Regions from separate parts of the Athene noctua genome. Here region 1 is linked to region 2. A link is a contact called in public Hi-C data. All regions are on one chromosome and are shown on one strand. The core of a region is the stretch at or near the end of the contact, and the rest is flanking DNA. Distances in the headings are between cores, read along the strand shown. Region 1 holds the start of KRR1 (KRR1 small subunit processome component homolog). Region 2 holds the start of PHLDA1 (pleckstrin homology like domain family A member 1).

Region 1 (6,228 bases), core at 1,188-3,687, 150 kb before region 2:
AAGCACCAATAATATTTTTATGTTTCTAATACACTCCAGCATGCCCCACAAACATTACCTTCATGTTACCATGGATTTCACGGTGTCATGAGAAACTTGCTTTTGACAAACATTCTCTCTCCTACATAGTTACAAAAACCATATTGGATATTCCTTAATGTTACATATCATTAACTCTGCAGTATTTTCAGTCTTACACCTTGTATCCAGAACTACAAAAATTCTTGCTAAAAAAAAAACCCAAAACAGTATTTCACAAATGCTTTTTCACTTCCAAGACAGAAAGATCTGAGTCTAAACAAAATTCAACAGCTAAGATGCTAAGACTATGAGCATTCATGTAAATGTAGCTAACACATAGCTGAAATATCAGTGAGATGCTCCCGAGGCTGCCAGATCTTGCCTCTCATCTGACAAGTACGCTACACAAACAGCTCATCTGCCTCCCCTTACCTCTTTTAGCCCACTGAAGGGTCCAAGAGCTGAAACAGTGTTGCCTTGCACCATGATATAACAGTTCGTTAACAGTTCCAGAGCCTACACCAAAAAAAGAAATTAAGTGTAAGCTGAAGATGTGACACAAATTTGGGTCTAAGAATTGTCTCTTTGCTACACCTATTGGAAATACCTTCAGAGTAGATCCTTTTGGCCCAAGAAGTCGTCCTCTTCTTTTTATAAAAGTGTCTCTTTTCCTCACCAGAGAGCCTATTTTAATGATGTCACATGCAACATCATCCTGAAGGATACGAACTGCCTAAAGAGATGAGAAGCAGGCAATATTATCTGAACATAAATGTATTATTCAGAAGTCAACAGAATACTTCAGTTTATTCTTCTCATGTCACTTTCAGATATATTTACTTCAAACACATATTTTGAATCACTTGAATATCCAACTCTGAAAACCCGCTATAAGTATTATGATAGAATTTGATACAAACTTTCATGATTTAATACAGACCTGTTCAAATGGAACGCTTCTTGCCAGAAGTTTTATTAAATCTCTAGCCCTGATGATTGCATACGGATCAAAAGTCTTCTTTGTGGTAGTGACAGTCATGCTTCCTTCAATTAGATCCAGCGTTGCGTTCACATACTGCAATATTTGAAAACAAATAGTGAATCAGTCTCTAAGAATCCTGTATCTTTCATCTTTGTCAGTAAGAAGTTAACACACAGAATGCTACATACTGAACACAGATCCATTTTCCAAATTTCCTTAAGTGCCTTTCAGATTAAGGAAATTCACACACAGACACACATAAAAAAAGACTGAATATATGTGTCACAAGCCCCAAACACCACCCCCCTCCTCTCCCTGAATTTAGGCGCAACAAAGTTGTCAGTGCCTGGATGACGAGAGACACTTGCTGCTGCTGAGAGCTTTGCTGACAGCATCTGTAAAGAACCGCAAGTCTGGCTACACAGATGCCAATAAATAATGATACTACCAATTCTAAATGCAAGCACAGTAGAAATATATGCAAATACTGTACCAGAAAAACAACTTGCACTGTTTTTATAATCTCAAGAAAGACCTGTATCTCCCAAAAGGTAAAACATAGCATCATAATTGTCAAGTATTCATACATGTTCACTCAAGGCTTTCTGGACAAGTGGCCAGCACTCTCTCAAGTACGCTTCTCTATACTTCGGGAATAACGTTGCAAAACTGCTTTCTTCCAGCAGCCCTTTGGGATTATCCTCTCTTGTAAAGGCTGGCTCTTTCCATCCATCTGGCACAGTGAGAAGTTCAGATTCATCAACTGCTATAGGTAAAAAAAAAAGTTGTTTTTTCCTCCTTTTTCAGCAGTGATTATTACACCTCCTCCCCGTTTAACTGCAGACGAAACAATCTGAATGCAGGGACACAAAGTTTTGTTAATACTCTGCTGAATGTGGTTTGCATCTCTTCTGACTTCAAAGAAATTACTGCTTTATTTATTTAAAAAAAGAAAATAATTCCGCAAGTGAGATATGCGTTGCGGATATTACACAAGAGCAAGACACGGGCTGAGGCAGCGACCAGAGAACCGTGAGGACGGTCGCACCACAAGGCACCGCCGCTTCGCGCCTCTCGCACCCACCCGCCGCCTCTACGCTCCCCAGCGCCGCAGGCCGGGAAGCAGCCCGCCTTCCCCACGCTGCCTCTCCGCCTACACGAAACCGCGGCCAAGCTCCTCAGTCCCGGGCCGTCTTCGGAAACCGGTGGGACTGCCGGCGCCGGGACGGGGCAGCAGGCCGCGGGGAGACCCTCAGCCCAAGGGCTTCCCCGGCGAGCCGGCTGCCAGCCCTGCACGGACCCTCACCCTGCTCCCACCTGTCGCCGCTTTCTTTTTGCTTTTGTTTTTTTGCTTTTCATTCTGCCTCGGCCCGGCCTCGGCCACCTCGGGAGGATCCGCCATGTCCGCGCGCGCGCACCCCTCACCCGGCGGCGGAAGCGCCGCGCGCCGGATGGGGCGGGGGGCAGCGGGGGACGCGGCGCGCGCCGGGAGCCGCAGTCTCGGGGCGCGGCGGGGCGGGGCTGAGCGCGGCGGGGCGGGGCTGAGAGCGGCGGGGCGGGGCTGAGCGCGGCGGGGCGGGGCTGAGCGCGGCGGGGCGGGGCTGAGCGCGGTGGGGCGGGGCTGAGAGCGGCGGGGCGGGGCTGAGCGCGGCGGGGCGGGGCTGAGAGCGGCGGGGCGGGGCTGAGCGCGGCGGGGCGGGGCTGAGCGCGGCGGGGCGGGGCTGAGCGCGGCGGGGCGGGGCTGAGCGGCGGGGCGGGGCTGAGCGCGGCGGCGCGGAGCTGAGCCGTGGCTGCTCGGGCCCTGAGAGCGGCTTTAGTGCTTGTACTCACAACAGTGCCTTCTCCTACCGAGTTGTCCATCCCCGGGGGTTAAAAAGGGAAAATAAAGCCGGTGGGAGCAGGCAGGAATGCCTGCTCTGCCTGGCAGCGGGGGGCAGCGCCGGCCTCTGCTGCGCGGGTCACGGTGGATGGTGGTGGATGGCGGTCGGGCGTCAGGTGCCAGGTGCTGTGGGCTGCTGTCAGTCCTCGCTGCCTGTGAGCACAGGAAGTTCTCACAGCTCTCCGTCAGGGTTACTTTATCTCAAGGTGTGTTTGCACCTGGGCGACAGTGGCTCTGGTGAACACAGCACCGTCTGTCTCCAGCGGCAGGCTCTGCTTGGGCGCTTAAGCTGCTGGAGACCTTGCTCACTTCCCCAGGGTGGCTCCGCAGCCCTTTTGGGACTCTGCCATTGCAAGCATGGGCTCGAATTTAATGCCGCAGTTGAGGTGAGAGGAATATACCAACTGTCTTCTTTCTTTCATCTTCTTGCACGTGAAACATCTTTTGCAGCCACGTTCTTCAGCTTTGAATTTTCTGTTGCTGGTATGCAATGTAAAGGAAAAAAGAACCAGCATCATCAAAATGTACAGTGAAGTACGCTGGTAAATACTTGAAGTGCTTCAGTGCTCATAACTAAAGAGGATGGTGTTCCTGATGAGACCTAATTATTCAGCTGAATAACCCAGTCCAAGGTTCTCTGGGGGATGCTCTGCACCCTCCTTCCTGTACCTGTAACAGAATTTTCTTCACTAAAAAATCAAGAATGTGCCTACTTCACTCTCTTCTATGGGCATCGTGAAAAGCCAATGGAGTGAAAAACTGGAAGAGACGTTTAAGAGCAAGAACACCTGCACCTCTGAGGCAGGACGGTGTTGTCTTTGGCAGCTGTTCATCGGACCTATTCATAAAAGCCTGTACTCTAGTGTGTTTAATTACCATCATGATGAGAAAGATATTCCTATCATCTGATCTACACATAAATAAAATATTAATTCAAAAACCAGTTTTGATCCACCCAAACTATTCTTTGAATCTGACTGCTGTCTTTCCTACCCTGCTTCATCTCCCACAATGAATAGGACACCAGGATCCCTTCCGCAGACGAGTTTGCCATCGAGTTGATGCATGGTTTTAGCCATCTTAATTTCTGTCTGTCCACATCCTTTGAACAGGGAGGCTGCTGTGGCAGCACTTGGGCCAGTAAAGGACAGAACGTCCCTTGACGGGGCTGCGAGAGGCTTGGCTCTGCTCCGAAACGGCACATCGAGTATTCACCTTCTGCTCTGAGGACAAAAGGGAAAAAAGCGGGAAGGGGAATCGGGGAGGCCCCGCAGCAGAGGGGGTGCTGGTGGGTCGCTCCGGCCGTTTGGGGTGGTTGGTTATCCATCTCCGGTCCCGCTAGATGGCAGTGACCGCCGCGCCGAGTGGAGCGTCCCAAACGGAGCTGCAGCCCCCGCTGGGGTTTCTGCTTGAGGGAGGAGCTGGGGAGGGATGGGAGCCATGGGCACCGTGCTCCCCTCTGCCCGCGCAGCCCTGCCGTGCGGGGAGAGGCCGGGGTGCTGCTCCTGCCTCGCCTGGCACCCGGCTGTGGATGCCGTAGGCGACTGACAAGAGGGTGCAGTGCCCCTGGGGCGAGCACAGGGAGGCAAATTTGCTTCTCTCAGCTCTTGGACACGGAAGTCTTCTGGGTCGGTATCCCTCTGTGCTGCGCAGCCTTTGAGCACAGGATGGGGGTCCTGCCCGGGTGTAGGCACCCGGTGGATGCGACGGCAGGGCTGGGGGGGCTCGAGGAGGCGTTTCTTCTCGGGAAGGTAGCGCATGAAGTGCACGGTGCATGTCTTGCCTGAAAACTGGCCAAGTGTTGTGGAAGTGCAGCCAAGCAGATTTGGGAAGAGTTTGGGGAAGGATAATTTGTTAAGTTCAGCACTTGCTTATAGCCTGACTCCTCCTATGAGTAGGATGCAACCCACCAAAAAATCACAGGAGTGGGCTGTGGGAGGGGCATGCTGGCAGCGTTCGGCAGTGGGAATCTGAATCCTGGCTGGGATGGGAGGGGAAGAAGTAGAGAGGCTGCAGACCATGGAGAGTCAAGAGTTTGAAAACAAATTACAGGCTTCAGGCAGAGAGAAGAGGGACCCCAAGGGAGAGGTGGGGTGGGGGGAGGTGGCACAGCCGAGGGTGTTAGTGGTAGTGCTGACTATGAGCAGTTTTCAAGGTCAGAGGAAAGGTCTCTGGTGAGATACACCACCTTTTTTGTCAACCTACAGACCTCTCAGGCCTGCTCTGGGTATACATCTCATGCTTCTGCAGAGGCAGTGACAGAGCACTCATGTGCCTGCTGCTCCTTTCCTGCACTCCATCCCCTGCACCTGCTGCTGTTGCGTGGAGGTCACGGAGCTCCCCAAGCCTCTGTGCTGGAGAAAGAAAGAGGTGCCCAGGGTAAGGGGCAAGGAACTGGCACCTTGTGGCATCCAGCTTCTCTGATTCAAAGGATGGATAACCCTCTCTGGTGCAGCACGACATTGAAGTGTACCTTTGCCCAGTTGAGACAGGTCCACTAAAAATAATGGGAAACAGAGGCAGACTTGGAAGCTGTGATTCAGGAAGGTCCCTCATATCCTCTCCTGTCTGATTCTTTGAAGGAGACAGTATTTTTTCATCTTTTCTCTTACCTTGGGATCTTGGTCTGGTCAGATATGAGAAAGCCACTTCCCTAATTCCTGGCCAGGACAGGATGCTCCCACAGACCCACTCTGCTCCTCTGGGCAGCCTTCTCATGCTCCAGATAACAACATGTTTGTATCATTTTTATTAGTCACCACTCAAATGCAATAACCAGCCGCCGCTCGTCTGGCAGGGTGAGGACAGCTAGCCGGGGGAACAGTGGCTGCTGAGGGGACGGGGGACTGACAGCTGGTGCCTAGGTGACTCTGGCTGGGCTGTGCCATGACAGGGACGCTGCAGCCCCACAGGAGCGGGGTCCCCCCCCCCGCTGGTTTGGCATCTGAGCTCCCAGGCAGGAAGGGCAGTGTGAGTGCCAGCGTGGTGATGGGGCACAGCTACTGCAGGGCCGGTGGGATACAGTGCCGCTGCTATTCCCTGCCCTCAACCGCCCTGGCTCCTGGGGTCTGTGTGCCCTCCCAGCTCTGCCAGCACCAAGAGACAATGTGTTTTCTGCAAGCAGCTTGCACTGGCAGTGTGTACTGTTGTCATTGTTGCAACAGCCCAGTATGGGACAGAGAGACCCAGGTGCAAAGGGCTCCTTTTAAGACCTTTGTCTGAATAATACAGATTCCAGCCTAGCAAGAACCCATGCAAGAACCCTGCTGAACCCATCGCTGGGCTTTGGGGGGACCTGGGTCAGCTCTGTGTGTGTATATACGTGCAAGCATTTTTTCCTGTTAAA
Region 2 (6,473 bases), core at 446-2,945:
AATCTAGTTTATCTCAGCTAGAGAGCAACTTTCAGCTTATGAAAACTGTGACCAAAGTAATCTGTTTGCACACTAAGACATACATAAAATGGATTTTAAACTAGGGGCTACTTTAATGCAAGACATTTAAAAACCGCCATGAAAATTCAACACAGGCTGACAGCCCAGACCGCTCACAAACCAACCATGCAGAGGGAGCCCTGAGCTTGGACACGAAGAGATGCTTCTCAGCTCCCGCCCTCCAGCCCAGGAGAAAGCACACCAAACCAGTAACTGGAATCCAACTGCGATTCCTGTATCACAAAAGAAGTTGGTCAGGTTCCCCTCTGCTCATACACTGAACAGATGGGTTTTAATCTCAGAATGACAATCAACGTTTTTTTGAATAGCTGCATGTGAATAAATTTGATCATCTTCCACCACGCATAATGTTTTAAAAGAAAATAATTTTAAACCCCGACTGTAATTGTTACTCTCATCGGAGAGAGCAGTTTTCATATGCAGTATAGGTTTCAGCCAAATTCCAAACCACACATCACATTTTCCATGTTAGCGTAATACAGGGTATTTCAGGTGAAAATGAAAAACTCTTTTGTCAAATTGCACACAGCCAAACTATCCAGAACTTTTTACTTCCTTTAGGGAGATAATGTACATACAGTTTTTTCCTTTGCTTTTTGAATACGGCCTACATTCAGAAATGTCTTGCAAAAAGCCTTTAAAAAAAAAAACCAAAACAAAAACCAAACAACCCTAATAAATAAAATACATTAAAATAAAGTTACAGTACATCACGTCTCCTAGAAGTCCCATCACACCAAAGGATCCTTTCCAAGGTTCATAAATAATATATCTGAAATGCTTCTCGGCACCGAGGGCGGCAAAGCGGCAGGAGCAGCGGCTAGCCGGGGTTCAGGTTGTAGAGCCGCTTCTCTCCGGGCTACCCGCATCTCCGGCGCTTGCCCAGGTTTTGACCGGCCGAAGTCCGTCCGCCACGAAGGCGCTCAGTCCCGCTGCCCCGAAGCGCTTCGGTAACTTCACCTGCAGCAGGACGGGACAGAGCGCAGGCGGTGAGGGAAGCGGCGGGGCCGGGCGCAGGGTCCCGGCCCGGGGCCCCGCGGGGGTCCCTGCCTGCGCTAGGCGGAGTTTGAGGCGGTGCGGAGGCGCGGGCCGTGGGGCTGCGCCAGGTGCTGCTGCTTCTGGCGGGTGGAGCGGACGGCCAGGATGGCCTGGCGGTTCTTGTACTGCACCATCTGCAGCGTGATCGCCGCGTTCCAGCCCTGCTCCTGCGCGCACCGAAAGTCGATCTCCTTCCCCTCGGCCATCACCACCGTGAAGTACACGTACTTGCCCTTCCGCTCCACACAGTCCACGGTCTTCATGTTGGAGAAGTGAAGCTCCTTGATCTTGGCCGCCGGCTCGGCCGGCAGCGGCGGCTGCTGCGGCGGCTGCTTGGGGGGGGCGAGGAGCAGCCCCTCCTCGGTGAGGATGCAGCGCTTCTTCTTCCAGAGCTGCAGGAGCCCGTCGCTCCTCTTCTCCAGCACGCCCTCCTTCACCGCCTTGCAGCCGCTCTCCAGCATCCTCCCGGCATGGGCCGGCGGCCGCGGCCCGCGGGGGCTGGGTTCGGGGGGCAGCCGGCACCACCCCAGGACTCGCCGCCCTGCGCCGGCTCCGAGGCGGAGGGCGGGGAGCGCCCCGGCCCGCGGGGAGCGCAGCGGCTGCCGCCCGTGCCGCGGCGTGGCGGGCTGCGGCGGGCGCGGTGCCGGTGCCGGCGGCTCTGGCGGCGGCTTCGCCCTCCCCTCCGCTTTTGAAGGCGCCTTCCCCCGCCAGCCCAGAGTGACACCCCGTGGCGCGGGCGGCTCCTCCCGCCGGCAGCGGGGAAACCCGACGGCGCGGCCGCGGAGCGGCGCGGAGGGCAGCGGGGAGGCGGCCCGGCCGCCCCTCCTCCCGCGGAGGGCGAGGACAGACCGCGGCGCGGCGCGGACGGCGCTGCCCGCTGGGTTGGATAGCAATTGTAATGGAACAACTGCCTCCGCGGGGGCAGCGCAGCCGCCTGTGTTTGGGGCAGATTTCCCCAGCCCTCCCCCCCGGGCAACAACAGCAAAGCCCCCCCGCCCCCTTCTCTATGCTTCCGATTCAGGTCCAATAAAACCGGTGCCCATTTTCACCAACACTCCGATATTTAAACGTTCATCGCTCCATTAAACAAAGGAGAGAGCCTGACACACGCAACCTCCTGTCACAGCTTGATCCCCACCCTTCCGCACTGCTCTCGCCTGTGCGGGGCAGAAACAGCTTCTACTGTACATGTGAAATACACCTTCACTCTCTGCAGCAGTTTGAGTAATGTCTAAAAAAAGCAAGTACCCCTATCACTTCCCAAAGGATACATTAGAACCTCAGTAGCTGGAAATGTTAGAAGTAGACTAGGAAAAACAACCACAACACTCAACCGGCAAAGAGCTAGGGCCATTTTTCTTGTTCATCTGCTTTGTTGCCACACATTTGCTTACTGTTTGGTTTCTCCCCTGAAGTTAGCTTCTGAATTCATTTATTTAAGTAGAAGAGTAAAGTGATCTAAGGTTAGTATTAAACTCTTCATTTTTAAGTCTTTTGATGTAAATCAAAAGCCACAGAACTGAATTTGGCTGACAAGGTTCATGTAAACTGAAGGCTGGAAGTTGCACGTTATGTTTGAGAGCACTGTTTTTTCAAACATGCATTTAACATGCCCATAAGAAAAAAGCCCTCCTTACAGTAATTTTGGCAGATAGGAAGAAGGTCATGCTGTAGCATGTCAGTGGGAGCACATCAGAAAAAAAAAAATCTGTATTAATGATAGCTTTAATGGCATTTATCTCTAGCATTTTAAAAAAGGATTTCCTCTTATAATCTTTTCCTCTTAAAGGTCAAAGTTACTTTGATAAACTGTTGGGAGGTAAACAATTAAGGTAATAACAGCAATTAAAATTACTTAGCTGTTACATCTTTTCTGAGGTAACTGGAAGACACTCAAATCAGTAACAAAGGCAACTTGCTAGCCACAAATTGAACAGAAAAAATTAGTATCTTAAACATTCATTTATCTAAAAATAGTCCCTTCTCCTCAGAGCCTAATATATATGCTGTAAGATACAGTTCATTCTCACAACTATCTTATGCCTGTTTTGAGAGGCATAGACCAATTTTCACAAGATCTGAACACTACCTGCAGTTCATTGCCATTTGAACCCCAATTTCCCAGCACAAATATCTGCATCTTCAGCTGCTGATGCACACACAAGTAGCCTCACACATGGCTTGAGTGAGGTAAGAGAATCTTCTGCCTTCTCACTTGATGAGAACACACTTTTTCACTCCTGATTAAGTGCATCACATGAGCAGACTTAACTTTGAAACTGTCAAACTAAACCATAAACTGGTTAAACTTTATTCATCTATACCAAACAACTTAAAATACTGAGTTTATGTAAGGCACAGGACATTGAATGAAACTTAGAGATGACTAATTTCTAATAATTCTGTTCAATTTTGGTTGCTGCTTCCAAAGTAAATAGCCATTTGCTTCCAAGTTAATGTGCTAACCAGTAGTGTGGAAACCAGCCTTAAACTTCAGAGTCCTACATGGTATTCTGTAACAAGCATTCAAGACACACACCCCATCCCACCCCACCCACCACATTGTAACATTTAAGGACATTAACACATAATCTACATCTATACATTTTAATGTTAGCTTTTTTGGTTTCAGCACTAATAGTAATTTGTAATTAATCAAAGGAAAAAAGTGAGACTAGTGTGGAAGGCCAAAGATTGCTATCAAATACACAGGAGAAAGGGAATAAATTCATTCTACTCTGGCCTTCTATGGCATAAAGTTCTCCAAAGTGTTGAATATCAGATTTTTAATGCAGCTCTAAACACTGATGGACATACTCTGCTAATGTATAGACTCACAACAACTGTTTATTCCTGGTGAAATTCACCTAAGCATGTGAATTAGAAGTAAGCATGCAAAACATCCATTTGAACTTGTACTCTGTAAGCCAGCAAATATTAACAGCCATTTAAAATACACTACATTTACCAAAAACACCAGATCAGTTAAAAGCTAGAAGACTGGGGTAAGATGAAATACCAACAGTTTCATGGTAAAAGAACAAGATAACCCAATTTAGTTCTGCAGAATTTGCCACTAAAGGATAACAAGCTTCATTTTCCTGGATAGAAGTCAAAACTGAGCTTCCGGAAATGTTTCTTATATTAAGTATTTGGAAAACCCACAGTCAACACAGTTAAGCACACCACATTATCCCACCGAGATTTTACTTTAAATATATATTTTAACCATTGCAATTATATTAAATGTTCCATGACCGCTACCCTTACTGGAGTTTCACTAAATACTATGCAGGTGCTGCATCCATTCCTCCTGAAATATCTGATGTGCAGATGCCTCCTACTGTCAAACTTGAAATACTACAACCTAAAAAAACTGAATCTGACCCTTCAAAGTCCCTATATCCAAGATGCACTTATTCCTTACTAAATTTTTCCTTTTCCATGTTCAAGGTCTATACTAGTAACAGAAGCGTTCGGTTGTTAAATACACTGGTCTCCTTATATCATAAGCTCTCTTAGACTCAAGTAGTTGAAGTTTTGTATGTGTAACATTAATTAAAGAGTAATTATCATAAGAGTAATTAAAGTGTTCTTTTTAAACCCTGAGGCACGTTAAACATTGTTTTGGTAACCGACCGTGAAAGACTAAAAAGCCCTTAATTTTACTAGTGTTCTCCCGGGTAAGACACCTACAGACAGGAGCTTGACACCAACTATCAACTATTAGTTTCAAAGGGATGCTAAAGCTATCCTGAGTGACAACCCCTAAGCATCAGCATGTCTTCCATTACTGAGAAGTGGCTGAAACAGAAAAAACGTTAAATGGGAAACCTAAAGGAAATAGGAGGTGGTCACTGCTAGACAGAAGAAAAAAGAAAACAGTCAAGGGTTGAGAAATACAGGACAAATAAATGTGTTGCAATATGTGATTAAAGCAATTAGACAGTAAGCGGTTACTACTTAAAGTACTTTCTTGACCTTTTACCATTTCCCAGTAATTTCACTGAATCTTGCTGCTGACTGAACACTGAAGCACTGCACGTGATCGGGGCGGCAGACTTCTTTTTATGAACTCCATCTCACAAATAGCTGTATGTACTTCGCAGTAAACCAGGCATAAACAGATGAAACATTTACCATAACTACCAACCACACCGCTCCGGGCCTTCGCATTCCCTATAACTCATGGCAGTACCAAACGAAGAAACTTTGTGCAATGCACAGACTACCAGCACTGGAAAAGACAGGCTGGAGCAGCTGCAAAGTCTCTTGCACTTCAGACAGCTGTCTTCCAAAAATATTTAAAAGTACTTAAGCACACATTGTAGAGCAAAGCTAGCCTGTAACAGGGCTTAAAAGTCTCTCAGATTTGTCAACCAGAGTAAAACATGCTGCAAGTTCAGCACATACTGACTGCTTCTCAACTACTGCAGGGTAAACATAAACTTGGGCAGATATAAGATTTGAGCATATAGAAGCAAAGCTCACAACAGCTTAGCTTAGGAGTTCAGTCCCCTCTGCAGCTGCAGAGACAACTTTTCTTGTCACTTCAGCACGCTTCAGTTAGATACCCGTGAAAACAAGAACCTTTACCACACCCCCACATGCGCTGTGCACCCACTCCTGGTATACACCAAGCAGACCCAAATGTGGACTAGCTTATCTTTCGCTTGTTGCTGTCCTACCTGCTTTACTTGCTCTAATTTTTCTAGAAAAGCTGAGACATAGGCCACCTGTGGAAGACTGCTAGGTCTGAACAGATGTCTAACAGTAGTATTTAAAGAGCAATGAGACTAACTGTCCAACATGCCATGTGGACAAACTTACAACTCTTGATGATGTACAGAAGACTTCCTATTTCCAGTAGATGCATTTATGTCCGCTTTAGGTAAGCGTTAGAAAAAGTAATTACTTCAACACCCCCTTGAAAACTCATGAGGAACCAGTGAATCTCAAATAGAACTATAGTTAAGAAGTGAAACCTGGTGTGGTAGCAACGACTTCTGACCCGTACAATAGTCTTGGATTGGAGGAGGCTGTATCTACAGAATGAAGGGAGAAGCGCTGTAAAGCTGAGTCTACTTACTCCAACGGCCACGTGGCTCTACCTCCAACCTAGCAGGCCATCAAGGCCATTGCATACAGAAATTACTTAATTATCAGGCTGTCTGCTTTGTACTGAGGAGTTTAGCATTTCCCTAAGCTGCTGAGTACAGCAGCACAATACTCCTCCCCAATACAAGGAATCTGAGAAGCAACTGCTGCACAGACACCTTTAGAAATAGGAAAAATCTGGCAGACATACACAAAGATGATGAGCTTAAGTTCCCTATCAGTTTCTGAATCAGGTC

What was found. A called contact is a pair of places that touch in the nucleus more often than the background predicts.
Region 1: a Hi-C map of heart shows a contact between it and region 2, with 7 times the contacts expected there. The contact joins the promoter of KRR1 here to the promoter of PHLDA1 in region 2. A contact is called at or near these places in 2 of 2 Hi-C or Micro-C datasets (heart and liver).

What each region holds. Positions count from the first base shown.
Region 1 is chr3:45,459,639-45,465,866 of bAthNoc1.hap1.1, reverse strand. It overlaps KRR1 (KRR1 small subunit processome component homolog), which reads right to left and starts at 2,437. Exons shown (of 10, transcript XM_074901496.1): 1 at 2,321-2,437; 2 at 1,591-1,766; 3 at 962-1,096; 4 at 629-754; 5 at 454-537. The coding sequence starts at 2,405.
Region 2 is chr3:45,313,426-45,319,898 of bAthNoc1.hap1.1, reverse strand. It overlaps PHLDA1 (pleckstrin homology like domain family A member 1), which reads right to left and starts at 1,695. Exons shown (of 1, transcript XM_074902843.1): 1 at 1-1,695. The coding sequence starts at 1,580. The coding sequence ends at 1,137.